Regions from separate parts of the Sus scrofa genome. Here region 2 is linked to region 1. A link is a contact called in public HiChIP or PLAC-seq data. All regions are on one chromosome and are shown on one strand. Each heading gives the region's core, a stretch centred on a gene start, on an enhancer-like site or on the middle of the called end of the contact. The rest is flanking DNA. Distances are from core to core; before and after follow the strand shown.

Region 1 (5,555 bases), core at 981-3,480:
CACAAGTTCCCTGAAGGCTGAAGCTTTCTGAAAGGGTTGCTGGCACCATGGCCCAGGAAGCCAGGGGATTGAGGGCTTGGAGCTGAGAGATGTATGTACGTGTAAGCGCTCACAGGGATACTTGTGGGTGGGTTCTGAAGAAGGACCCCTGGGAAGTTCCAACTAGCTGTTCAGAGCCACCAATTATATTTATTTTTTTGTGTCCACAGACTTTGACCATGGGCAGCTCAGCAGGCCCCTGGCCCAGGACCACTTTCCGAATGTCAGTGAGTCAGCACCTGCATCGGCCCCACTCCTCTCCCTGATCCTGTCCCATAACTGCCTGTGCCCACACCTATCACTTCTTCCCTTTCCTGCACTACCAGCTCTCAGCTTCCAAGCCTGGAATTGGTTCAATAATCATGCAGTCACCTCTCCACCCACTCCTTTTACAGACAGAGAAACCGAGGTGTAGAGCAGGGGTAGTGAGCTCTCTGAGGTCTCAAAAGTCAACTAGATATGGATTACACAGCCTTCTGCGGATGAACCTGGGACTCTAGTCACTGCGTATAAGACTGTTTCCATGGGAATATGACTGGGGTAGAAGTAGGCATCCAGGTGGAGCCAGCGCACCAGTGCGCTGTTGACAAGTTGACGAATTGACAAGTCCTTACCTTCCATGAGGACTCCATAGGCTTTAAAGAACTGCAGCACGGGATCATTGTTGAATTTTTCCAGGCCCACAGCTGCAGCCTGCTGCATGTGGCGGAAATACCTTTCTTGGCAGTAGTAAATGATTCCAGCCTATGAGAAGGAAGACACAGGTGCAACAGCCCCAGTTCTTTCTGTCTCTGTTCTAACCCACTGCCTCCTCTATTCCCTTCTCCCTCTCCATTTCTGTAAAGAGAAGAGAAAGACTATTCAGGCCTTATCCTGTTCCTTCTCAGCCCTAGGAACAGCTCCATATATTTTCCCTGGGAAGAAGTTTGGAGATATTTGTTTTGGAATTAACCACAGATTCTGGTTCAAATGTGATAGAGAATTCAATTTAGGTTTTGCCTTAGGAATGGAATAAGGGGGAAGAGAGAGGACTGATAATAAGAATCATGACACCAATAGAGTAACAAGTTACTGTGAGCTAACCACCTGTTGGGAAGTATATCAAGGGCTTTACCCATTATCTTATGCATTATCCTCTCCCTATCCTTCACAGTTAAGGAAGCCAAAGCCCAGGGAAGCTGTGGCTTGACAAAGGTCGCACAATAATAGGGGCTGAAATTTCAAAGTGAAGTCTCACTTCCCCTAAGGTTTGTGGGGGTTGGGGTTGGGGATAGATGTGGTTGGATTGTATACAGCCTTGTGGGCCATATGAAAGAGCGCAGACATCATCCTGAGGGTAAGAGGAAGCAGCTGGAATGGTTTTAAGCACAGAGGAGTGGAGGGAAAGTATTCAGATGGTTGCTGTTGTTGTTGGTGGTAGTGGTGGTAGGGTACTGCTGGTGAAGAGAGCTGAAGCAAGGAAACCAGTTGGGAGGGGACAGTCGTAGGTGCCTGGAGGGGAGATGGTGGTGATCCTGGGCTAGGAGATAAAAAGTGGATGATTTCAGGAGATAGTTAGGAGCTGACAGTTCCTGCCCATACACAGAATCTGGAGATGAGTATGGGGAAGAATAATAGCTGGGGGATCAAATGGTGGTGACATCCACTGGGGTGAAGGACACAAGAGGCACAGGCAGGGGGAGGGGAGATAATGGCAAGGTGATGGAGATAGCTTTTTACACTTTAGTTTGGAGGAGCTCGGGGATAGGACTGGGTGGGGATGATAATGAGGGGCTCAAAGTACACAGAGAACCCTAGAGAGGATCCGCTCGCCACGGAAAGAGACAAGAAGGGACCATGACCGCCTGAAGAGGCTGAGGACAGTGAAATATGGGTAGGGGGGATGGTAAGAGCGGTCATAGAAGTGACAGGAGAGATGCAAGGCGCGGGGGATCACCGGGCCAAGGGTGGAGAGTCCTGGGTGGGAGTGCCGGGACCACGCACCATAAGAGAGGAGTCATTGTTGCTCATCTCCAGGCGCCCACGGCTCCGAGTCCGGGCCTGGGGGTGCCTTGCGAAGCTGGATTCTCAAATCAGGGTCCAGGACACACCTCTCTGGGCCGGAAGTCGGAGGCGCGCGCGTCCTTGGAAACAGAGCTGCCGGCCGCTTGCTAGGGGCGTCAGAGTCGGGTGGGCGTGGCCACTCACCCACGTGACAGGCGCTGCTAATCGAGCGCGGAGAGGGCGACTCCGCGCAAGTGACGCCTAAGTCGGCCTCCAGGGTGGGCTCCGCGATTCTGGACACCCGCGCGGGAGCCAACTGTGACCATGGGCCTGGGCGCCAGCGCCGAGCAGCCCGTGGGCGGCACTGAGGGCTTCCACCTGCACGGGGTGAGTCGCCCCCGCGGCGCTGGTGAACTTGGAGCAGCGCCTACAGCTACCCCCCGGACGCCCGATCGCCGGCCCGGGGGCTGCAGTGACCGGGTCCCGGCTCTATTGTGGCTGCCCGGGGGAGGATGGTGTCCCTTTCCGGTGGGAGCCGCCGGCGAGAAGCGACCCCGCGGCCTTCCTGGGCCCCAGCCGGTCTGCGGCCGCGGTCCGCTCGGCGCCAGCCCCGAGTGCCAACTCTGCAGGAAGCGGGAGCGTTTCCTGGTCGGGTCAGGCCGCCCCGAAATGGCATTTCTGGCGGGTGAAAAGTGAGTGCACCAGGTCCGTACGGGACGCATTTGTGCACTTGGGTCACATTTATGATCGCCTGCTGTGCACCTCACTCTGTGCTAGGCCTGGACAGAGAGCCAGCAACGCTGAGGCCCCGGCGATCCCCGTCCTTGGAACCAGGGGATCTGGGTAACCTAGTGGACGCCAACTTCCAGGGAGCACGCCAGCGCGCATCTCGTCTGTGGTGGGATCGAAGGGCTTACGGGGGGTTGAGGACCAGTGAGAATCAGCCAGGAAAAGTGGGAGCGGGAGAGCCAAGAGAATGTGGCAGAGGGCTTGGGGAGAGTTTGCAGCAGGGGTAGGGTTCCCAGGTGGAACTTTGCAAAGAAGCGGGGTAAGGCCACGGCTGAGAATGTGCCCTCGGTGTGGCCCCAAAGGGGCCAGGATGAGCAGTCCTGGGGAAAGTAGAGATGGGTTGGGTTTTTAGAGTCTGAAGGTGAGGAGGGGGGCCCGAAGCCAGATGGAGATTTGGGGTGTTTTGTACAGCGGAGAAGGAGGGGTTGTAACAGAGTTGACAAGGGCAGGAGGGTCTCTGCCTTCACCCTTGTGTGCTGTTGATGACTGCAGAGATGGGGGTAAGCAAGCCAGCTTGTCAGTTTGGTAGTGGCTGTTGAGTGGTCTCTTTATTGTTATGGGAGATTCTGTTAACAACTATGAGGTTAGGGGGCGGGGGTTAAAGGAGGGGTTTCCTAAAAGGAAAGCCAGGACAGGCACCTGCCTGGAAAGGTCTATAGTGAAATGCCGGCAGCCAGAAGAGTCTTCCAACAGGTTTGATGGAAGGCAAATTGAGAATATTGACAAGGAAAGGGGACAATGGTAAGAGCGAGGACAGGAAGGGCCTACTGGAAAGGGACAGAGTAGAGAGTGAGGAATTGGAGATCTTCCTTCACAAAAGTTTTTTTGTTTCATACGTGTAACTTTATTTAAAATTGTTTCAATTGAGGTATAGTTGATATACAATATTATATGTGTGCGCAATATAGTGGTTCACAATTTTTAAAAGTTATACTTCATTTATAGTTATTATAAAATATTGGTTATATTCCCTGTGCTGTATAATATATCCTTATAGCCAAAACAGTGATTTTTGAGCACGTGCTCTGTGGCAGGTAGAATTCTAGGCACCAAAGATAAAGCAATGAACAAAACAGACTTCGTCCCTATTCTCATGGAGCTTACATTTGGATGCTGGCAGGGAGAGGAGGGACACAGACAAGAAATAGAAATATATGGTAGGTGGTGATCCTTGCTAGGGAGAAAAAGAAATAGGATAAGCAGATGCAGAATGAAGAGTGGATGCCGTTTTAGATGGGTCAAGAAAGGCCTCTGATCAAGTAACATTTGAACAGACACCTCGCAAGGAAGTGAAGTGTGGACAATACCGATATTTGGGGGGAGAGCATTGTGGGCATAGGGGGGCCCTGAGGTGGGATTGTGTTTGTGCTTGAGGAGAAGCAAGGAGTTGGGGCTGGTGTGCTTGGATGGTGTGGCCTGTGTAAGGAAAGTGGTAATGGAGAGGCCAGGTTGTGTGGGGCCTTGCATGTTGTATTGAGGGTTTCGGATTTTGTTCTAGATGTGGTGCCATCAGGAGGTTTTAAATGGAGGTGTGACATTAACTATTTAACGTTTTGAAAACCGAAGAGCAAGTGTGCTGCCTTCTCTGCATTTGGGGGTTCCCACTGTGTGCCAGGCACAGCGAAGTCGCTGCCTTCAGCAAGCTCACAGCAGTGGAGGATTCACCAGGAAATGTTGCAGGGCAGCGGGCAGGAGCGGGCTGTGAGTCGGATTTCCTGAGGTCAGACTGTTGTTGAATAACAGAGCTTTTCCTCCCCTGTCAGTTGGGGTTGGTGAGAGGGTTAAATGGGGGAAGCCAGTGGTGCAGTGCCCTGGTGCCCAGCCAACCCTCAGGAGGTGGAAGCTGCCATCATTGTTAACCGCATTAGGTGCCCTGATGGGAGATGTGGGGGTGGGGGGAGCATTATGAAAGCCGCACGCATCATGGGACTACGGGGTCAGGTATGACAGGAGCCCCCAGGGAGAGCCAGACAGAGGGCGGCACTAGTTTCGGGACTGTGGGTGCAGTGGGCAGCGGTGTGCATGGTTTATGCTGTGGAGCCATGGTGAGCCATATCAAGGCCCAGAGCAAGGGCAATGGAACACAGCCAGACCAAGGACAAGGCCACAGGAGCGGGGAGGTGGGGGTGCTGGGTGGGCTGGGAGAGGGCTGGGCCTGTGCCCTGGGGCCTGAGTCTCTGAGCCTCAACATTGAGAGTAGAAGGCAACTGGTCTCTGAGCAGGGTTTTTAATTGATGGAGGTGGAGTGGCCCAGCACAGGGAGGAGCCGCTCCCTGCCACCTCTCCCTCATTAACTGTCCTCTGATTCCCTAGATACCTGGTCCCAGCTTTCCCCTGAAGGGCTGGAGACAAGCTCCAAGCAGCTGCCCTCTGGGCCAGGCCAACTAGGGCTGGGATTGGTATCTGGCCTCACCCTCAGTGAGCAGCTTCTGGAGGTGGAAGGAGGGGGTCTCTTGGTGCCATGGCCAGGAGGGAGTCCTGATTCCAAGGGCAAATTGGCTTTGATCCAAAGCCTCAGTGGTGAGCTCTCCTTCAAGGAGACTCTGAGGACTGAAGGGGCTGATGGGTGGCAGAAGCCACAGGGCCCTCCCTTCAAGGAGGCACCCAGAACCTGAGGCCAGATGAGCCCTGTGCCTTGTGTGCTGGGGCTTGTGAGGGCATCGAGCTCTAACAGCCAAAGGCCTGAGGGTGTGGGGCCCACCTTCTGTCCAGACCTGGGATAAAGGCTGCATTGTTTGAGCAGC
Region 2 (5,555 bases), core at 1,047-3,546, 48 kb before region 1:
TGCACACATTTACTATGCAGACCTAATTTATTCAATACGTTCTCAAGGAGCACAGAGGACAGTCAGTCACAGCCCCTGCCCTCCTAATGCTCAAGGACAACTCACAAAGAAATGCACTAGGAAACCATACAGCGAAGTGGGATGCAAGGCAGGTACAGGCTGGAGATTAGCATCTTTGGAAGTTTAAACCAGGATGAGCAGAACACACCCCCAAAACTGACTGCCAGCAATCAGGACTGGAGTGCAGTTTGTGTGTGTGTGTGTGTGTGTGTTTGTGTGTGTGTGTGTGTGTGTGTATCTTTTTGTCTTTTTAGGGCTGCACCCATGGCACATGGAGGTTCCCAGGCTAGGGGTCGAACCAGAGCTGTAGCCTCCAGCCTATGCCAGAGACACAGCAATGCCAGATCCGAGCCGTGTCTGTGATCTACACCACAGCTCACAACAATGCCAGATCCTTTACCCACGGAGCGAGGCTAGGGATCAAACCTGCAACCTCATGGTTCCTAGTGGGATTCATTTCCACTGCGCCACGATGGGAACTCCTGGAATACAGTTATCAAGGGCGTGGGCTGGAGCACAGAGGTAAGGATGCAAGAAACTTAAGGAGGTATAGAACTGAATATCTCATGTGTAAATTAAAACTAGTGTGGTTGTACCAGTATTACAAGCACAATGTACAAATAAAAAATGTGCACACATTAAAGACATTATCGTTAAGGAGCAGGGAAAGGAGTGGGACAACTCACAAGGAAATGCACAGGCATTTTGAAGAGAGAGGTGAGGTTGCAAAGGTAGGCAAGGGCCTGATTATTCCAGCTTTGTAGGTATGAAGTTGAGACTTCATCCTGAGAGCACTGGGAAGTCACTGGAAGGTTGGCTTCCGCTGTCCAGCCACCTCCCCCAGAAGGCCCCCCCAGGTACATACATTCAGTGCATCCAGGAAGAACAGGAGCAGTAGCTTCCCCCTTACATTCTTCCTAGGAAAAGGAAAGGGCAGGCAGACCCCCTCTTGACCCCCTCTATAGACACACCTGTGGCCGTTAAGGGAGATCTTTCCATCATCTGTACCCCAGATGCCAACCAGGCAGAACAGGTCACCCCCACTGCTCACCTGGAGTTAGGTAGAAAGCAACCCTGAGGGCTGGACTAGTCACAGACAGCACTCATCTAGGACAGTCAGAGAAGAACCCAGAATGCAGCGGGAGCCAGACTGGGAGGGGGAGGGTCAGGAGCCCACGAAGTCTCCCTGGAGGAGGCAGTGCAAGTTGAGACCTTAAGGGCGTTGGGATTTTGCTAAGCAGTGAGAGAACAAGAAGGCATTCGAGGTGAGAGGAAAGGCTGCTGCAAAGGTGTGAGGGTGGAAACGCTCAAGAGACGTGGTGGGTGGTGGTGGGTCGGATCTGACCAGGGGTTGGGAAGATGGGTGGAGGGTGGGCTCCTGGGCCAGAACTCGCCGCGGAGACATGCACACACTTTCCCAGGCGCAGTAACATTGGAGGAATTGGCCCTTAGTCAGGAAAGGCCTTGGCGGGAGCAGAGCAGGCAGTGGGCCATTTAAGTGGCCAGGGTCTGGCTCAGAAGAAACTACCCTTCTCTCTTCCTTTTTTTTTTTTTCTTTCTTTTTTTTTTAAGGGAGGGATGGGGTGGCGGTGGGGTGGGGGTAAACTGGTTCCAGGAATCCCTAGCTTTGGGCTTCTGCAGGGTTTCTCGCCCGTGCGCAGAGGTGAAGGTCAGGCCCAAGGATGACCTTCTCCCCCCCCTCCCCCCCCCCCCGCCCCGTCCCCACCTCCACTCCCCTCCTCTGGTTCATCTCCAGGTTACTTTCCAGGCGGATGGGGGCGGGTAGGGAGGAAGGAATATTTGATTGGATTATAGTAAACTGCCTCGGGCAAGGTGGGGGTAAGATGTATAGGAGGCCTCGGCTCTGCCACCCACGGATGGCCTGAGGTACGCTCTGCATTGCTCTGGGCCTCAGTCTACCTATCTGTGAACTGGGGCCGTGAAGAGAGGTGGGGATCTTTACGATCCTGCTCTGCCGGCCCGGAGCTTCGGGGATTCTCCAAAAGTGTGTGCGGAGGAGAGCCCGCGGGATTGCGGCGGAGGGGCGAAGGAGGGGGCTGGGGGTGGAGAGCGCCAGCGGCGCTGGCGCGAGGTCAGAGTCCGCAGGGAGGCCTGCGGCTGCTGCGCCGGCTCGGGAGGGGGAGGAGGCGGTGCCTCCGGGGCGGGGCGGGGCGGGGCGGGGCGGGGCGGGGCGGGAGGCCCGGCATGCGTCAGCGCCGTGAGCCCCGGAGTTTTCCACTGACGAGGAGGGCGGAGTTGCGGGCGGGGCCGGGCGCAGCCAGTCTCCCGCCGCCGCCGCTGCTGCCGGACGCACAGAGAGAGAGGGGCTGCTGGGCAGATCGCTGCCGGCTGAGCGAGCTAGCGAGCGCGGGGTCGCCGTGTAGGGGGCGTTCCCAGCCGGGACGCAGGTCTCAGCGTTGCCCTTGGCGAGCATCCGGATCTCAGGTCAGTGTCGGGGGCTTCAGACCGGTGGGACAGACTTTAGGAAGGGGGCGTCCCGTGCGGGGGGCGCTGCTCCCCGGCCCCTGCCGTTTTCTCCAGCCACCTTTGCTCGGGCGCCAGGACGAAGACAGCCTGGCCCCGGACCGCGCGCCACGGAGGAAGTCCGGGCCGGGAGCCGGGGAGGCGACAGTCTCAGGTTTTCCGCTCCCCTCCCCTCCCCCGCCCCGCCACTGGGACCCCAAGAAGTCCCTGTGCCCCGAGCCTGGGGTGAGTGGCAGCCGAGCCGGGATAGCGCGCGGGTGGCGGGGTGGCGGCGGGCGCGCGTCCCGGGTGAGTTCCCTTTTGACCCAGTTGCCTGAGAACTTTTCAGAAGTTCCTCGCGTGGCCGGAGCAGGTGACATTTGTCGCCTTCCTCCTCGGGCTCCCCCCGGGGGCGGGTGCCGGGGCTGCGGCGAGTGCCCGGCGCCCGTCAGGGAGGGAGTGGAGAGAAGAGCGAGGAGTGAGGCTCCGTGAGTCACGGACCCCTGGAGGGAGGGAGGGATTATGTCGTATGCTCACCTGTTTGTCAGTCACCGTCACACGCAGAGGCCACCGCTGTGAGTCACGGGCGCAGCTACACTGGCCACCCGCGGGCACACGTAGGCTTCTCCCACTCACGGCTCCCTCCCCAGCACGTACTTCCTCCTGGTCCTCAGTTTACCCTCCCCGGGGGCCCCGTTAAGATGCCCACACCACAGCAGCCGTCGCACACACTTAGTCACTCCTACTCCCTGGCACAGTCACGCACAGCCCACACTCATGACACAAGAGGGTCCCTGCCTGGCTCCACTGCCCACCCGACACCTCCACTCCGATGCCTCACAGTCCTCTGGAGCGCAACTCATCACTTACCCCAAATCCTCAACTTCACTGGCCTCTTTGGTCCCCAGCTCCAGAGGTCACCAAGTTCCTGCCCCCTTTCTCCTAAGCCTTTGGCCTGTCATCTCTCACCTAGCTCTGGTCCAACTGGTCACACCCCCTCCAGTCCTGAGCGGGAGCCATCTTTTTAAAATGCAAATCTGGTATGTCACTCCCTACTTAAAACCTTTCAGTGGCTTCCTGAGCCCTCAGGCTAAAGCCTGCTGTAACTGCCCAGGCTCCTGAAGCCCCCTCGCAGGCTGCCCCTTTCCCCTCACCTCCCTAGCTCTCCCTCCTCTAGCCCCCACTCTGGTATTTTTCCTACTTCCTCTCCTTTCCTTGGAGATACCTGACTTCACCTAACCAGGGATATCTTGCCTTAGTGGAGTGGAACAAAATAAATACCTAATTTTAACTTCAAAAAAAAATATCCCTCCCACTCTCCATTCCAGCACTCAACACAGTTTGTAACTCTAATTATACTCCGCCCCACTAAACTCACAGCTCTAAGGGGGCAGCACTAGTGTATGTCTTACTCTGTGTATGCCCAGGTGCCTGACACAGTGCTTGGCATGTCCTAGGCGCTCAATAAATATTTGTTGATTGAATGAATAAATGAATGAGAGTGAAGGGGCCCCGCTTAGGTGGAGGAAGCGTTCACTGTCAGGTGCAATTTCCCTTCTGCAGGAGCAATTGCCTCATGTAGCCAGCAAACTTTTGGCACCTCCCCAGTGCCAGGCCCTGGAGGCCAAGGCTGAGGAACTGTCCCCTCCCCCCGTCACTTTCTGAGGGTTGGGTGGGGGAGGGGTGTGCCAAGGCTTCCTATCTGCTTTCTTTAGGCTGTCCTGGGTGTTTTCTAGCCAATTCCCTTGGGGGCATGAGCTGCTCAGAGGTGCCCTCCCTTTCTCCCAGGAAGTAGTTCCTGAGGGTCCAAGGTCATGTGACCCCAGGTGTTGAGGGGAGCTGGCTTGACCAAGGCCTGGGGCTCTGAGGTTAAAGGACACATTCTTCAGATTCCTGAAAGAGGTTGGAGGCAGATGAAGGTGCCCCCTTCCCAATAATAGCTCTGACTGGGAGCTGGAGCATTGGGACTGCAGAGGTCGAAGAGGAGTTAGTGTGATTTTTCAGAGGCCTGGGCATTTCCCCCGCCCCCCAAACAGTCTTTGTTTGCTTGGTATCCAGGGTGAGTTGGCCTTCCCTGGGTTGACAATAGTGTGGCCTGAGTGTGCAGTTAGTTGTGGCAAGTTGGGTGAAGAAGCGCCCCCCCCTCCGCTGGCTTGGGCTCTGGGCTCCTGTGAGTGGTGATGCAGGGCGGCCTGATTCTCAGGGCCCAGGCAGATCCCGGAAGAAGCTTGGTTCTCTTTGATTCAGGGCCTGTCTCCGGGGCTCCAGGGGGTGTGGTATTTCTGTCTGAGCCAGCTCCTGGGAATTGCTTTTCCTTCCTACAGGACCCTTGGAGGGGGCTGTGCTCACCCTGGGAACAGTGCCATGGTCAGGATCTTGATTCCTGGGTAGCTGCTGGGGGCCCCTCCCCCACCCTCTGACTCACTGTCTGACACTTTTCTTGGACTCTTTCTCTATCTTTCATTCCTTTTCGACTTGGCCTCTCCTTGTCTCTTGACTGAGTCTTTTTGTCTCATCTGCCTCTGCCTCTCTCTCTCAGCCTCTGGGTTTCCAGGTGGGATGGCAGATCACAAGAGCCAGGGGCTCTTCCTCCTCCCACAATATCAGGGAGGAGATAATTTCTCATTTTCAGGTCTGCAGATTTTGCTAGGGGCTCATCACCAGAACCAGCATCATGGCTGTAGGTTCCCTGTGTCCGTTTCCCTGTCTGAAGCCTTGAAGTTTATAACCCCCTCACCTGAAGCTCCCATTCTGTAGACATCCCTGAGGTAGAGACAGGCTGTGTGGCTTGAACCTGCTTCCTTCACTCTGTTTACTCTTGGAGAATCTCCTGACATGCCTGTGTTGGCACCTGCCTGCAGCCTGAGCTTCCTTTTCCTGCCTTCAGAGCTGCCTTCTTCTGGGTACTATTCTTGCTGAAACCCTCTGGTCCAGGCTGGGGGATGGGCAAGGGCAGCCTCCTCCCCCCCACCAACTTAGCTGTGGCAGGAGTGAGAGAAGGGCACACTGACCAATGGCCTCAGAGACCTCAT

Evidence for each region. HiChIP or PLAC-seq counts read pairs in DNA pulled down with a chosen protein or histone mark.
Region 2: a contact with region 1 is called in an H3K27ac HiChIP or PLAC-seq map of alveolar macrophages. The contact joins the promoter of CSRNP1 here to the promoter of GORASP1 in region 1. A contact is called at or near these places in 1 of 5 promoter capture datasets (liver), 3 of 47 Hi-C or Micro-C datasets (epiblast stem cells, heart right ventricle and skeletal muscle) and 2 of 2 datasets of contacts at active chromatin or transcription factors (alveolar macrophages and skeletal muscle).

The regions. Positions count from the first base shown.
Region 1 is chr13:23,794,183-23,799,737 of Sscrofa11.1, reverse strand. GORASP1 (Golgi reassembly-stacking protein 1) reads left to right here and starts at 2,230. Exons shown (of 9, transcript XM_003132121.4): 1 at 2,230-2,409. The coding sequence starts at 2,347. It overlaps TTC21A (tetratricopeptide repeat protein 21A), which reads right to left and starts at 2,220. Exons shown (of 28, transcript XM_021071679.1): 1 at 2,023-2,220; 2 at 654-783. The coding sequence starts at 2,049.
Region 2 is chr13:23,841,939-23,847,493 of Sscrofa11.1, reverse strand. It overlaps CSRNP1 (cysteine/serine-rich nuclear protein 1), which reads left to right and starts at 2,296. Exons shown (of 5, transcript XM_003132123.4): 1 at 2,296-2,505. It overlaps LOC106505568 (a long non-coding RNA gene), which reads right to left and starts at 3,681. Exons shown (of 3, transcript XR_002338214.1): 1 at 3,394-3,681.